2 separate regions of the Pan troglodytes genome follow, and region 1 is linked to region 2. The links are chromatin contacts, called in public HiChIP or PLAC-seq maps. All regions are on one chromosome and are shown on one strand. The core of a region is the stretch at or near the end of the contact, and the rest is flanking DNA. Distances in the headings are between cores, read along the strand shown.

Region 1 (7,591 bases), core at 362-2,861, 160 kb after region 2:
AAGATCCTAGGGTCTGCTGGAGGACCAGTGAAGTTCAGACGGGAAAGTGCCCAGTGGAAAGACTTCAGCTAAGTACATTTGTCTAGACTCTGCCCAGCTCATGATATGTTTTTGAAGCTGGTGTGAAGGCAAGTAAAAATGTTCAGTGTGTAACACATAGTCCCATCTGGCTGAAGTATGAGTGAAGAAGTGATGAAGGAGAAAAACCAAGAAAGGAAACTGTGGGGGAGGGCACAGGGAAAGTCATAGTGACGAGTTTGGACTTCATTCCACAGGCAGTGAGGAACCTTTCAGGGCTTTTTAAGCAGGGGGCCAGCAACATTAGATGTAGGCTGCTTATAGGATGGGGGAAATGGTGAAGATAGGGTGTGGAGGACAGGCGCCCAGGGTGTGACCAGGAGGCCCTCAGAATAATCCATGGAGCCCAAAACTAGGTCATGGAGCCCAAAACTAGAGTGATAAGAATAGAAAGAAGAATGTGACGCTGCCAAGGACTTGGCACCAACTGAATGGGGGGAAGGGGAGGTGTTGAGAAGACGGTCAAACCACAGACACCTAGGGATTCCGGGCACTGATGAAAGTTCCAAGAATTTCTATTCTTCCTTTACCTTACTCTCCACTCAATCAAAAATACCCTAACTTGACATCAGTTGACAAGTTGAGAGCCTAAATATGCAAAGTAAATAGGGGAGTCATCTTTGCCCATGAGAACCACAGACAGACATCAACCCGGCAAGGCCGGGCAAGGTGGCTCATGCCTGTAATCCCAGCACTTTCGGAGGCCCAGGCGGGCGGATCACTTGAGGTCAGGAGTTCGAGACCAGCCTGGCCAACATGGAGAAACCCCGTCTCTACTTAAAAAAAAAACAAAAAACAAAAACTAGCCGGGTGTGGTGGCGCATGCCTGTAATCCCAGCTACTCGGACGGCTGAAGCATGAAAATCGCTTGAGCCCGGGAGGCAGAGGTTACAGTGAGCCAAGATCGTGCCACTGCACTGTCCAGCCTGGGCTACAGAGCGAGACTCTGTCTAAAAAAAAAAAAAAGAAAGAAAGAAAAAAAAGAAAAGAAAAGAAAAAGAAAGAAATCAACCTGGCACAGAGAAGGTGAGGGTAGTAGCGGTTCTGGTGCCCTGGCTCCAAAGCTGTAGGGCCTGGTCTAGGCCTCTAAGCACCTCTCTCCTTGGAAAGGGGGTGAAGACGACTGATTACGAAGAGGCCTGGGCTCTAATGTCGGTTCTGCCACTGACTGGGTGCCTGGCTTCATCGCTTATTTCTTCTTTTTCGTGTTGGACCAGAGCATTCCAGATGTCCTCTGCAGAGGTCGAACTCCAGGACTGCAGTATCTTTCCCTCTTCGCATGTACTGCTTTTCACATTCCCTGATTCCATTAAAAATATTTTCCTCTCTCGTTTTCTAATCTCATTTTTTATGAAGCACAGCACCCTTTCAGGGAAGGGAGCGGAGGCCTGGATATCTGGGTCTGGGCTTGGGCACCCAGACAATGCCAACCGCCTCCTCCTTGGGCATCTCTTCTCTGCCCACCAGCGTGGCTCTGACTCCCCGACTGCAGCCCGCCTCGTTCCCACGGCAACCGGCGGGCGCCCACGCCTGGCTTGGGACCCCGGGGCCACAGCCCCGCCCCGCCCCGTGCTCTCGGCGGCTGCACCTGGTCGCGCGGGGGCGGGGAGGCGCGGTTGCTAGGGAAACCGGAGGACGCCCGGTAGCCGCCCCCACCGCCTCCGCCCCAGGCAAGGCCGGCCGGCGCCGCGGAAAGCAGCCTCAGGGAAGGAGGAGGAAGAGGGGCAGGTGTAGGGAGTGAAGAAGCAAAAAGAGGAGGAGGAAGAGGAGCTCAGGGCCGTCCCCGCGCAATTAATGGGCGGCTCCTGCGCCCTGGACCGGCCCGCCCGCCCAGCCCCTCGACCCCTTTAGCCCCGGCAGGGGAGGAAGGGCAGACCCACAGGTAACGGCCCCCTCGCCCCCGCCGCTCCGCTCCAGTTCTCCCAGGATGGGGGACAACCTTCCCTTTCGACTTACAAGATTCTGGAGGGAAACCGGGCCTGACATCCGGTGGCCTGGCCGTCCCCTCCCCTCGGCTGACCCCAGCCCCAGCTTTTTTCTGTCTCAAAGGGACAGGTTTGGGGGAGACCGTGAACCTTTGCTCACTGGCAGCCGCCCGCACCCACATTCTTTCCTGCAGACGCCACTGGTCAGAAAAGGTATACACAGACCATGGCCCACTGGGCTTCTGAATGCGAAATGGTCGATATTGATTTTGTTTATTTTTGAGAAGGAGTCTCGCTCTGTCTCCCAGGTTGGAGTGCAGCGGTGCAGTCAGGGCTCACTGCAGCCTCGACCTCCCAGGCTCAAGCGATCCTCCCGCCTCAGCCTCCCGGTGGTAGCTGGGACCACAGGCCAACACCATGTCTGGCTAATGTTTTAAATTATTTGTAAAGAAGGGGTCTCGTTATGTTTCCCTGGCTAGATATTGTTATTAATGATGGCACTGAATTGCTTGTCAAACCTGTGACGTTTCCTCCCCCAGAGTTTCCCAATTACACGTTGAGTTTCTCCTCTCTTCTGGGCTTGATGGTCGAAATGTGACCACCTATCTCTCCTAGTTTCACAGTAAAATGAAGAGTCACCGCCAAAAACAAGTCTGTTCCCCACCCTCCACCCCGCCCCCAACTCTTAAGCCAAATTGGCTGGAAGAGTTGAAAGATCTCCTTACCTTTCCCAACCAATTCCCCCTTTTTCTCTGCAGTCACAGTATTCTTAAATTGGGTCCAAATCGTAAACTTTGTTGCTTATACTCAAGACATGTTTATAAGCTAAGACTTTAAAATGCAAAGTTTTTTTTAGAGCTAAGATGTAAACAAATCCTATAATGTCTGACATTACAAATTAATCAATTGGGGAAAAGGTTGAATAAGGTCTCCTGAAATCCTTCTCCAATCACCTAATTGTGGAAAGGGAGTAATTTTCGAGCCTGATTGTCCGGTATTAACAATAGCCATTTAGATTTTATTTCAAAGCAACCTTCCGTCTAAGGAGGAGGTTAGATTGTTTACATTTCCTTTATTGCTTAACAGAATATTAACTTTAGTGATGTCTTTCTCTTATGAGAACATAGTAAGAAACCAATAAGACTTTGATTGTTATTAAGAACAGGCTCCTTCAAATCAGTTCTTTTGACAAATGTGGTCATAAAACAGAGGGATGGTACGCATGCATGACTTTTAGAGCGCTGAAAAACATTCTGCAATCAGATTCTGTTCCCCTCAGTCAGGAAAACTTGGTTGGAATTCACTGGAAAATTACACTAGAGAAGAATGTGTATGTCACAAAGTTCTTAGAATATTCCCCCATTAAAATTTCACAGATATGTAGAATTTTGAGGCCAAGAAGAATTACTCGCTCTTGCTTTCAGCAAGGCAGGACCCCCTCCTTCCTTCTCCACCTGCCTCCAACTCCCTCCTCCTTTCTCTCTCCCTACTTAATATGGCTTCTTATGTTGATTTCTAAAGCACAGATTTGGCACAAGACATTATCACCAGAAAGATTTAAAACAGAAGTGTGCATAACCATGAGTGGGTTTTAAATTAAGAAGCAGTTCAAAGGTGAGCGATAGAAGAGAATACAGAGTGCTATTTTAGAAACATGCGCCTTGCTCACATTTTATTATCACCCCCACCCCAACCCTCTGTGTTTGCTGGGGAAAAATTCTTGGCTTCAAGTGGCCATCTGGTTGAGTAGGCCCACAAAGCTGAGATCCATGAATTAAGCATTATCTCATGTAGTTTTATTTCCATACTGTTATTTCTGTTTCTTGTTCATCCTGGTCAGTTTTTCAAACTGACTGAGTGCGGTATGAAGTTCAAGCAAACACAGAGAATGTTTGCTTATACTGAGGTAACCCACCATCTTCTTGGTCTGACACTAATACCGTTTTCTTGGTTCCCATAATATTTGTTTAATCTCATGAAGACTTGATGTATTTAAATAAAAAATTACATGTGGCACCACGATGTTTCTAAATATTGTAAAATACAATGTAATAGAGAGTTTATGGGAAGGAAGAGAGACTTTTGTAGGCAATTTTATTTTTATTATTTTATTATTATTATTATTATTATTATTATTTTTGAGGGGATGGAGTCTCTCTCTGGAGTGCAGTGGTGCGATCTTGGCTCACTGCAACCTCCGCCTTCCAGGTTCAAGTGATTCTTCTGTCTCAGCCTCCCAAGTAGCTGGGACTACAGGAGTGCACCACCACGCCCGGCAAATTTTTGTATTTTTAGTAAAGATGGGGTTTTGCCATGTTGGCCAGGCCGATCTCGAACTCCTGACCTCAAGTGATCCACCCGCCTCGGCCTCTGTAAGTGCTGGGATTACAGGCATTTTAAAGTCCTTTATTTGGTAGGTGATTGTGAAGTCAGAGGTAACTTAGCAAGTAATTCAAAGGGTGCTACTTCCTATTTAGACAAAGTTATTTCATGCCTCTTGACTTAGAAGCCTCCTTAAATTAACCCTGCTCTAAAGCCGTGATAGATTAACCGGCTTTCTATATTAACTTTGGCAACCAAAATGTATCATCCAAGTGGACTCTGGGATGCTCCCCTTTAGTGACCATTAACATATTTTTATTATGAGTCTTTATGGTCTCTGCCTGAATAAGATTCAGACAGGCTTCTCCTTCCCACAGTAGCAGCAGGAGCTTATCCTTCTGCCTGTTTTAACACCATCGTTTTCTGAAAAGAGTGCAAAGGTAACTTCATTCTATGCAGGTACACATTCAGATGAAAAGCTAAAAGTGATCTTTTAAAACATAGTCCCATAAGTGATTATTAAAATGCTTAGAGACAAAATGTATGTTTTGTGTGTAGACTGGAAATACACATTGGATTGTAGTTTCAGATTCTGACTGTCAAAAGACCAACTTTCCATACTCCAGAGAAAATAGCCCCCAAGAGACGAGCACAAGTTTTCCCCATTGTTCAGGGCCAGACGATAAACCATGTGAGATTTCATAACTACCAGACCAGACGCTGGGTCACCATGAGTCAGGGGCAGCCTGACTCTGCCAATATCTGCACAACTGAATAAACAGGAGGAGCGAGGGAATGCCGCAGAACGTATACACCTGAAGGTAGAGATGTCGCCTGTCCCATCCTGATGTTTCCCCAGAGCCTAGCAGCCCTTGTCACACACAGCAGTTGTAAAAAATATGTATGTGTGTGTGTGTAGAAATAAATGAAAGAGCTTCAGTAGACAACAAGCAGGAATAGTGTGGGGGCTTTGATGACCCCATAGATGAGGGGTCGTTATTAACAGTGCCATTTTATCCCTTTGTGAGCTTAGATATCTTGGCCATAAATTTGGGCCATGCCAGTCAAAGCCAAACTTCTTGAAAGCATGATCTCCACGCCTTTGCCTCCCATTTACGCAACCTTCTGCAGCCCTCCCAGCCCCGTCACTCCAATGAATGCTCTCACCAAGGTTATTAATAGCCTCCTTTTTGAAACCCTCTCTTCTGGGCATCTCTGAAACGGCACCCACCTGGTTTCTTCCTGCCTCTCTGGCTTTTTCTTTTTTTTCCGCAGTTTCTCTTCAGCGGCTTGTTCTCTAAATATTCGTGTTCTTCACGAGGTGTTGTCCCTGTGTCCTCTTTCTCTTTTTGTTCCCATTCTTCCTTCAACTTCAGTTATCACAGAATCCCAGCAATGCCCAAATCTGTACCTCTCCGGTCAGCTCCAGAGCCCTGTGTCTGACAGCACACTTGACATGTCCATTTGCCGCACCGCAGACACTTGTGACGCCATGCTGTCTCCTCACAAAGCAGCTCCTCCTGTGTTTTCTGAAGGGAATGCTGGCACCAACCCACTGGCTGCTCAAGCCAGTAACCTGGGCATCCCTGAGACTTCCACCCCTGGTCCATTCATATAATCGCAAGCCATGATGACTTTCTGTCCTGAGCATCCCTTGAATCCCTTGGTTAAGAGTGTGGGTACTGGAGCGAGTCTCTGGGTTCACATCCCAACTCTTCCACTCACTAGCTCTGTAACTTTAGGCAAGTTACTTAATCCCCTTGGCCCTCAGTTTCCTCACCTGCGAAATAGAGATCTAGTGCTGGCCTCACTGCGTTGTTGAGAAGACTGAATGAATTAATTGATGTAACTGCTTAGAACAAGGCCTATCCCTTCCAGAGGGTCGGTAAAGAGTAACTATGGGCCGGGCGCAGTAGCTTATGCCTGTAATCCCAGCACTTTGGGAGGCTAAGGTGGGCAGATCACCTGACGTCAGGAGCTCAAGATCAGTCTGGCCGATATGGTGAAACCTCGTCTCTACTAATAAAAAATTAGCCGGGTGTGGTGGCACGTGCCTGTAATCCCAGCTACTTGGGAGGCTGAAGCAGGAGAATAGCTGGAACCTGGGAGGCGGAGGTTGTGGTGAGCCGAGATAGCCCCACTGCACTCCAGCCTGGGCGACAGAGCAGGACTCCATCTCAAAAAAAAATAAAAAAGAGTAGCTATGATCCCCTCTCCCTCCCCATTGTCCTCCACCTCCTCCTCCTTTTTCTCTCCACTGTTGCTACCCAATGCTGGTTGCCATCTTATCACATCTAGATTACTATGAAATATTCCCAATGGTCTTCCCACTTCTTTGTTTTACTCTACCACCATCACCCCCACCCCATCCATTCTCATACTGCAACTGGAGGGATCTTTTTAAAATACAATTTTTTTTTTTTTTTTTAAATACAGACAGGGTCTTGCTCTGTTACCCAGGTTAGAGTGCAGTGGCATGACCATGGCTCATTCCAGCCTCTAACTCCTGGGCTGAAGCAATCCTCCCACCTCAGCCTCTGAGTAGGTAGGACTATAGGCATGCATCACAATACCTGGCTAATTTTCAATTTTTTTTAAATAGAAATGGTCTTGCTATATTGCCAAGGCTGATCTCAAACTCCTGGGCTCAAGTGATTCACCTCGGGAGGCGTGAGCCACTATACCCAGTGAGTTATGATCACACCACTACACTCCAGCCTGGATGGCGGAGCAAGATCTCGTCTCTAAGAAAAAGAATTAACAAATAAATAAAAACACGAATCTAATCATTTACTTCCCAGACTGGAAGCTTTCAGGAGTTTCCTATGACTCTTTGAATCATGACCTTTGAGGCCCCATGGGAGCTGGCCCCTGCCTCCCCTGCAGCCCTTCCGGGGCTGTTCCTTCCTCATCTCTGCTCCAGCTGCACTGCTCCCCTCCCGTCTGCCTCATCTGCACCTGCTCCTTCATGCCTGAAGCCTCTGCACCTGCTGTCCTCTCTGTCCCACTTCTCAGCTAGCTCACTCTGTCAAACCCAGTGTCATTGCCTAAGGAAAACCTTGCCTGACCCCTCCAGACCAGGTTATGCCCTCCCATAATAACGCTCTCAAAGAGCCCCATAGTTCTGCTTCAGAGGGCCTATCATAGTTAGGATTTACTTGCTCAAAGTCAGTCTCGCACCCTGGATTATAAGCAACACAGGCCAGGTGCGGTGGCTCACACCTATAATCCCAGCACTTCGGGAGGCTGAGGCGAGTGAATCACCT
Region 2 (7,577 bases), core at 1,436-3,935:
GCAAGTTATTTAACCTCTCTGTGTTTCAGATTCTCATCTGTAAAACAGAAATAACAACACATACCTCATAGGGTGTTGGAACTGATTAAAACAATGTACAACGGGACTGGCAAAGAATAGGTGCTACATAAATGTGAGCTGTTACTACTAGTACAGCTGGCCCTTGAACAACATGGGCTTAAACTGTGCTGGTCTACTCCTATGCAGATTTTTTTCAAGCAATACAGTATTCATGGGATGCAAAAACCGAGTATACTGAGGGCCGACTTTTCCCTATACATGGTTCCATACACCAACTGCGGGATTTGAGCATGCAAGGATTTTGGCATATGTGGGGGTCCTGGAACCAATCCCCTGCATACAATAAGGGAAGAACGTAGTAGTAATTGTATTGCACCCTCTTCCTGAAAGTACCAAAAACATTCTTAAGCAATCTGAATTCCTAACATCAAATGCTACCTATATTTAAAATAGACACCAAATCTGAGGCCTGATTAACAGTAAGTTTAAAGCCCTTCAACTCTGAAGAAAATAGGTGATTCACAGATCTACATAATACTCTATCAAGAACAATCTGAGAGGACTGGTTCCCCGAGCGCAACTATCAATTTCTTCCCTTACACAAGGGGGCAGTGATAACAAGAAACGAATCGGGCTCTGTAACACCTCTTCCTACAGACAGTAGGGGGTGGCAGTACATATGGCTTACAGTCAGAACAAAACAGGAAGACCCAACAGAATTCTCTTTATTCTCCTCTGGCCCTTTCCTCTGTTCTTCAGCCCCAACAGCTTCTCAAGGTAAGGGACATATCTACAGAAAAGACTAAAACCCAAAATCAATCACCAAGGAAAATCTATTTTTGTCTTTGAAGCAAATGATCCCTCAATGGCTGAATTTGGATCTAAGGGAAAGCCAATCAGTATGAATTTTCAGATTATCTGGCAAATTACTATAATGAGAACAGCATTCACACATGTAATTTAATTTCTTTACAAGAATTATAACATAAAACATTAAAATCTCATCAATAATTAAGTACATTCTAACGAACACATTTCCATATTTCTGCTTTCGTTATATAGTATATTCACACTCATTGTATGCATACATATAAGTTACATTAAATAGATCATGGAGTTGTCTTTTGTTACTTCTGAAATTCCAGCTATGTTCTGACAATCCTCTCAAAACAGATGTTCTTAAATGGAAGTCACAATGTTTTGCAGCATGTGGGTAATTTCTTATGTATGTATAATATACATGCACATATATCTATATAGAGACACAAATAAATATCTAGATACAGAGGGGAGCAAGAGAGAGGGAGAAAGAGAATGTTTAACGTTTTATTTCGTGCTCACATCCCTAAGAGGATCTACCTGGGAAATGCTGCAAGAAGCACTCCACTCACAGTATCCATGTTGTTGCTTTTTATGCCAATTTACTGTATTCTTTTTTTTTTTATTTCACCATCCCATCACCAAGAACATACAAGAATATTTTAGTACTGCCGTTCTCTGTAATTAACCACTGTGATAGATACTGGCTCCAACCCCTCAAAATGCCTGAAAATCTATCCCTTTTGTTCACCACACTGTTTTGTTTTCCTCATTACAGATATTTTCACCTGTGTAAAAATCAGGAAAAGGGCACATACGAAAAATACTTCCCTTTGCCTAATGATCTTTAACTCATAATTATGGTCAAGACGTTTGGGGTTTTGTTTGTTTCTTTTCCTGGAGAGGAGCAGAGAAGAGAGTGAAAGACACCCGAAACACCAAATCTTCTTCCTAATGTTAATTATCATTGTTTATGTTTTGTGAAGACCATTCTAAACATTCCACACCTGGAAATGAAGACTGGATACAATTGTACCAGTGCTCTATACGCTGATGGCAAAACCTGGAATTATTTTAGCCCTATTTTTTCTTTCCAATCTCACAGCCAGACACAATTTGCTTTTTTTCTTTCACGTGGTTACTTTCTCTACCTCAAAAAAAATAGCTTATCATAGCTCCTCCCGATTTCCTATGGCAAAATATCTAGCAATGAGCCTTATTAATCTTTTATTATGCTACACCTCCTTTCCCAGAGGAATTATTAATATCGCTAATAACACTTCGACCATGAATTTCAACGCCACACAGGCCAGCCCATCCTGTGCCTTACCTGGCACATTTCACAACTACTTTTATGCTGCATTCTGGGGGCACATTTTGCAACTCGTTCTGCACCAATTCCCTGCCACGTTTAGCAATCCGCCTCGCATCTTATCCTTGGTCCCCGTCATCCAGAGACGCTCTAGGTACCAAATTCCATGACATCTTCGGTGACAGCCAAGTGGCGACCCCACACGCCTCTGAAGCCCGCCTTGGTGTCATATTCGGAGCCAGCCTTCCCCACGCCTTGGACACCGAGGCACTTCGCTGCCCATTTCGCCGTCTCCCCGCTCGCCCCCGCCCCTCTCCCCGGAGCCGAGGCTGTGGAGGCGAACGACCCTGTCACTGAAGCGACCTTTCCTCGCCCTGCTCCCCGGGCCCCTTACCTGCCGCTCTGAGGGGCTCTCTGCACCTCCGGGTCAAGCCCCAGTCCCCGGGGTCTCCTGTGAGGACCGCGCCGCCCGCCGGCGCCGCCCGCGATTCCCGGAGCACCTCGCAGTCCTCCAACGCCCCGCGGCGAGTCTGCACCCCGGAACGGCGCGGCGGGGCCTCGCAGCCGGCGAGCGCAGCCCGCGGCGGTGCTCCTGTCAGCGGCGGCTCGGGGGCCAGTTCTCGCCCCTCGGCTCGGCTCGGCGGCGGCGGCGGGCGCCTCGCTCCGCCTAGCGCGCGGCACAGCCGGGAGGTGAGCGCGAGGGGGATGGGAATGGGGGCGGGGCCGCCCGAAGGAGGCGCGGAGGGCGGTGGCGGCGGGAGGGCAGCGCCAGCGGCCCTAGGCCGGGCGCTCGGAGCGCTCGCAGCTTCCCCCGCCGGGCGGGCGGCTCGCGCGAGGCGGCTGTGCCAGCGGGCCCCGCCGGAGCAGCGCGCCCAGCAACCCGCGCCCGGCCGGCCGCTCGCTAGCGCCGCCGCCGCGCTGGGGGCGTCGCACCCTCTGAGGCCGCCCGCAGCCCCGCCCCCTCCGGGCCGGGGTGGGGAGGGGCGCGAGCGCGGAGGGAGCGCGCGTGCGTGGGGGCGCGTGCGTGGGGGAGCGCGCGCGCCCCCGCCCCTTCCACAGTTTGGGGGTGGGGAACGGCTGGAAGAGGGAGTGGGGACGCAGCCGTCCTCCGCGCGGAGAGACGGGGCCCTGGCTCCGGCGCTCTGGGATGTCCTGGCATTTCTCGTATCCCCGGGGGGCTCGGACTTGTGGGTGGCATTTGGAGGGGCAGCAGGGAGGAAGCTCGGTAACTGACCAGGCCCTACATAGTTGGGCTCCGCCCTCAGGGGTGATGTCACTCTCGAGGTGGCTTCTGCTGTCACGTGCGCCCATTTCAGGGCCTGTCCTCCTGCTTTGATGACCGGAACGCTCTCCTAGATCTCCCCCACTTTGGTCACCTCAGGCACATATCACTCTGAGAGTCCTCGAAGCCTACAAGTGTCAGTTATTCTTTCCCGGATTCTCAGTGGTAGTTTGTAGACGACTTCAAAAGGCCACGGTTGGCTGTGGGGAGAATCAGAATGAGAAAGAAAAACAAAACAACAGTGGGGTTTGTGGGGAGACCGAGACTGTTATTTAGAATAATGGCTGAAAATTCACCAACCACAGCTTGCAAACCTGAGGTAAAGTCGTGGCGCTGCTTCTGTCACTGCCAGGTTGACTAAGAAGTAGCGTGGTTTTAAGAGCTGGTCGACAAGGGCGGGAAAGCCACCACATTAATACCTCGTCGAACGATGTTAGGTCATATTTCACCCTCCACCTAGATCTTCTTCCCCTCTACTGTTTCCCTCCTATCATAAAACAGCAAGTCGGCTGTGGAAGATATTTGGGACATAAACATCTTCGCGTGCTGAGAGATGATGCGAAACAATCACCGTTACCAACTCTGCCCGGCTCGCCTTCCCTTCCATAAACTGAGATGACCTTTCGTGGTCATCCAACTTCTTAATCAGATGACATGATTGGAAATAGATGCGCCAAATTACATCAATCAAGGAAGCTCTGTCTGTGGCGCTTCCAAGGTAGAGAGGTTTGTTTGATAACAGCACTTTAATCTGCCCCATCCTGTAGCACTTCATCCAGGAGTTTCTTCGATTTTCAAAAATTAGTATTAATTTCAGAACAATACAAGAAACTGGATATGAACATGTCCATCCAACAGCTCTTCTTTACAGTGAATGCTTGCAAAGTCAGAGCTAGAGCAGCTTTGAATAATACAGCTAACATGGCAAGGTGAAGGGCTGACATATGGAATCTTTTGGTGTTAACTCCAGAAAGTTAGATTAATCTAATGAAAACCCATCTACCTATGGTATTAGAGGCAAGGTAATGATTACTTACAGGGGAATTGATTGAGAGGGGACAGGAGAGAGCCTTCTGGTTTGCTGGAAATATTCAATATCTTAATGGTTACCCGGGTGTATACATATGCAAAAAGATCTGTGCACTTCATGTCAGTTTTTTAAAATCACATACACACAAAGAAGCATTACAATGTCATCATCACTGGAGTCGGAAAACCTCAGTTTGAATCTCAGTGTCACCCAACACTTACCTGCGTGTGACCTTGAACAGGTCTCTGGACCTTCCTTTCTTCGTCTGTCTAACGTGGGTGATATTAATACTTACCTCACAGTTGGATGTAAAGATGAAACAAAATTTTGGAAAATACTTAGCACAAATCCTGTTACACAATAAGGACTCAGGAAACAGGAGCTATTATGTTATCCTTCTTACACTTGAATTTACCCTATTTAATTCTCCTTGGGTTTTTTTTTTTTTTTTTTTAAGATTACTTTGTATCTAAGCCTTTCCCTGCGAGTTCCACTGAGGCTAATAACATTCCTTCTCTGAGAAATAACAAAAGGCAGTCAGGGGTGTAATGTTGGTTTTCAAACTAGTTCAGGTGGCAGTCTCTAGAAATTATGGTGCTCCATGTGGAGCATCATGAAATACAGATAGATTTAACTCTGCCATATGGAATTGACACAATTTTACAAGCACTAAATCTGGCAATTTTATGGTTATGCAAATCTCCACATAATCACATAATAAAAAAATGGGGGCTTTTTGTTGTTGTTGTTGTTCTTTTTTTTTTGAGACAGAGTCTCGACCTGTCACCCAGGCTGGAGTGCAGTGGTGCCATCTCGGCTCACTGCAACCTCCGCCTCCCGAGTTCAAGCGATTTTTGTGCCTCAGCCTCCTTCCCAAGTAGCTGGGATTACAAGCACACACCACCACCCCTGGCTAATTTTTGTATTTTAGGTACAGATGGGGTTTTGCCATGTTGACCAGGCTGGTCTCGAACTCTTGACCTCATGTGATCCACCCAACTTGGCCTCCAAAAGTGCCAGGATTACAGGCGTGAACCACTGTGTCCAGCCAAAAAATAATGTGTTTTAAAGAAATAATATGTCTGTGTTTTTCTCTTTAAATTTATTTGCAACTTTTTTACAAGGTAGGAAGTACCAAAAAATTAATAATAATTCACAAAATGAAAACCTTTAAACCCATTTTTCCTGGAAATTAGAAAAACACTGTAGTTGTTCAATTTTAGCAACAGAGCTCTTTATTGGATTTACCCACAGTAAGATCTGATAGCTGTAACCCACATGGTCTCCTGCACTGATAAAGTGAGTAACTCTGACTCACTGTCCTCACCATACTTCCAAAGATCAGTCACCACTTCTTTTAGCCAACCTTTCCCAAATCCCATTTTCATGTGGGCAGTGTCCAGGAATGAACTCACTGCTTCGCTCTTTTGATCATCCACCATCCTTCTATTCTGCCAATTCTCTTCCAGGTCGTTCTACTGTCCAGTCTTATAATTTGTTGCCACACTCTAACTTTGAGGAGGAAACAATATGTCCCTGACAGAGTTGTGGGTGGGGTATAGTAGGGACAGAGAGCAACATTGCAGCAAGAAGCCAGCTCTGTTCTCAACTCCTCTCCCTGATTCCCTTTTCTGTCACTATTACCTGAAATCCTGAGAATACTAATTTTATTACCTACTAAAAATCCATTCTAGTAAAGATGTTAGTCTATAACTTAAATTTGGAAATGTAACGTATGCCGTGTAATAAGAACCTGCAAATAATTGTTCATAATATAGCCCATCCTTGCCCTATACCTCCCAACATTTTAGCATCATCTGTATCATTCAAAATGCCCTTTCTTGCCCTTTCAACTCTGCACTATCACCCACCTCTGCATATGGTGTCTTCCCTGGTTACCTCTAAGTCTCTCTTTCTTTCTTTCTTTCTTTCTTTCTTTTCTTTTCTTTCTTTTTCTTCCTTCCTTCCTTTCTTTCTTTCCCTCTTTTTTGACACAGGGTCTCACCCTCATCACTCAGGCTGGAGTGCAGTGGCACCATCATGGCTCACTGCAGCCTCTACTTCTCAGACTCAGGTGACCTTTCCACATCAGCCCCCTGAGTAGCTGAGACCAAAGGTGCATGTCACCATGCCCAGCTAATTTTTTATATTGTTATAGAGATGGAGTCTCGCTATGTTGCCCAGGCTGGTCTCGAACTCCTGGGCTCAAGCAATCCGCCTGCCTCAGCCTCCCAAAGTGCTGGGATTACAGGCATGAGCCACTGCGCCTAGCCCTCTATGTCTCTTAAGTAAACCATCAGGTTCACCTTTTTCTACCCTTTTCCCTCAACTCTCTCTCCCTAAATAAAAAGTCATACCACCCACCACTGAGTGATCACCTACTGGCAGCAAATATTTCACCAGCTACTTTATATGCACAACCTCATTTAATTCCCACAACATCCTATCAGATAAGTATTATCTTAATTTTTTGGATGAGGGGGGTTCTGAGAGGTTAAATAACCAGCCCAATTTTACACTGAATGATGCGTAGAGCCAAAAACTGAACCTAGACATAAACTTTATTCTCTATCAGTTACCCTGAGGAGATTGCCATATAAAGTGTAAAGGAGAACAAAGATTACATATTTTTTAAATGTGGGTTGCCAGTTGCTCATGCCTGTAATCCCAGAGTCTCAGAAGACTGAGACAGGAGGATCACTTGAGGCCAGGAGTTCAAGGCTACAGTGAGCTATGATTGCACCACTGCACTCCAGCTGGGGCAACAGAGTAAGACCCCCCACTAAAAAAAAAAAAAAAAAGTGAGCCATGTCACACAATGGAAGCATTTCTAAAAGGTTGATGTAAATGAGATTTTTGTCATTGATTGTTTTTCATAATCTCATTTCTTGTTGATCTGTAATTAATGACTTACCCAATAGCTTCAACATTTTCCCCACCAACTCTACCTCAGCCTTTTGATGAATATTTAATATTTCTAGATGAACACTTAAAAACATTTCCACATAGAGGAGCTACTACTTAAAAGAAGTTTCTAGTAAATCCCTTTTTTGTAAAATGAAAAATGCATGTAAAATGTGAATAAACAAATGCTCATATATTTTTACATTGAC

Evidence for each region. HiChIP or PLAC-seq counts read pairs in DNA pulled down with a chosen protein or histone mark.
Region 1: a contact with region 2 is called in an H3K4me3 HiChIP or PLAC-seq map of stem cell-derived excitatory neurons, with 2.9 times the contacts expected there. The contact joins the promoter of MARCHF10 here to the promoter of TANC2 in region 2.

Annotation. Positions count from the first base shown.
Region 1 is chr19:75,924,539-75,932,129 of NHGRI_mPanTro3-v2.0_pri, reverse strand. It overlaps MARCHF10 (membrane associated ring-CH-type finger 10), which reads left to right and starts at 1,611. Exons shown (of 11, transcript XM_009433023.4): 1 at 1,611-1,960. LOC104002963 (a long non-coding RNA gene) reads right to left here and starts at 1,540. Exons shown (of 2, transcript XR_675439.5): 1 at 1,091-1,540.
Region 2 is chr19:76,084,333-76,091,909 of NHGRI_mPanTro3-v2.0_pri, reverse strand. It overlaps TANC2 (tetratricopeptide repeat, ankyrin repeat and coiled-coil containing 2), which reads right to left and starts at 2,685. Exons shown (of 27, transcript XM_063799158.1): 1 at 2,547-2,685.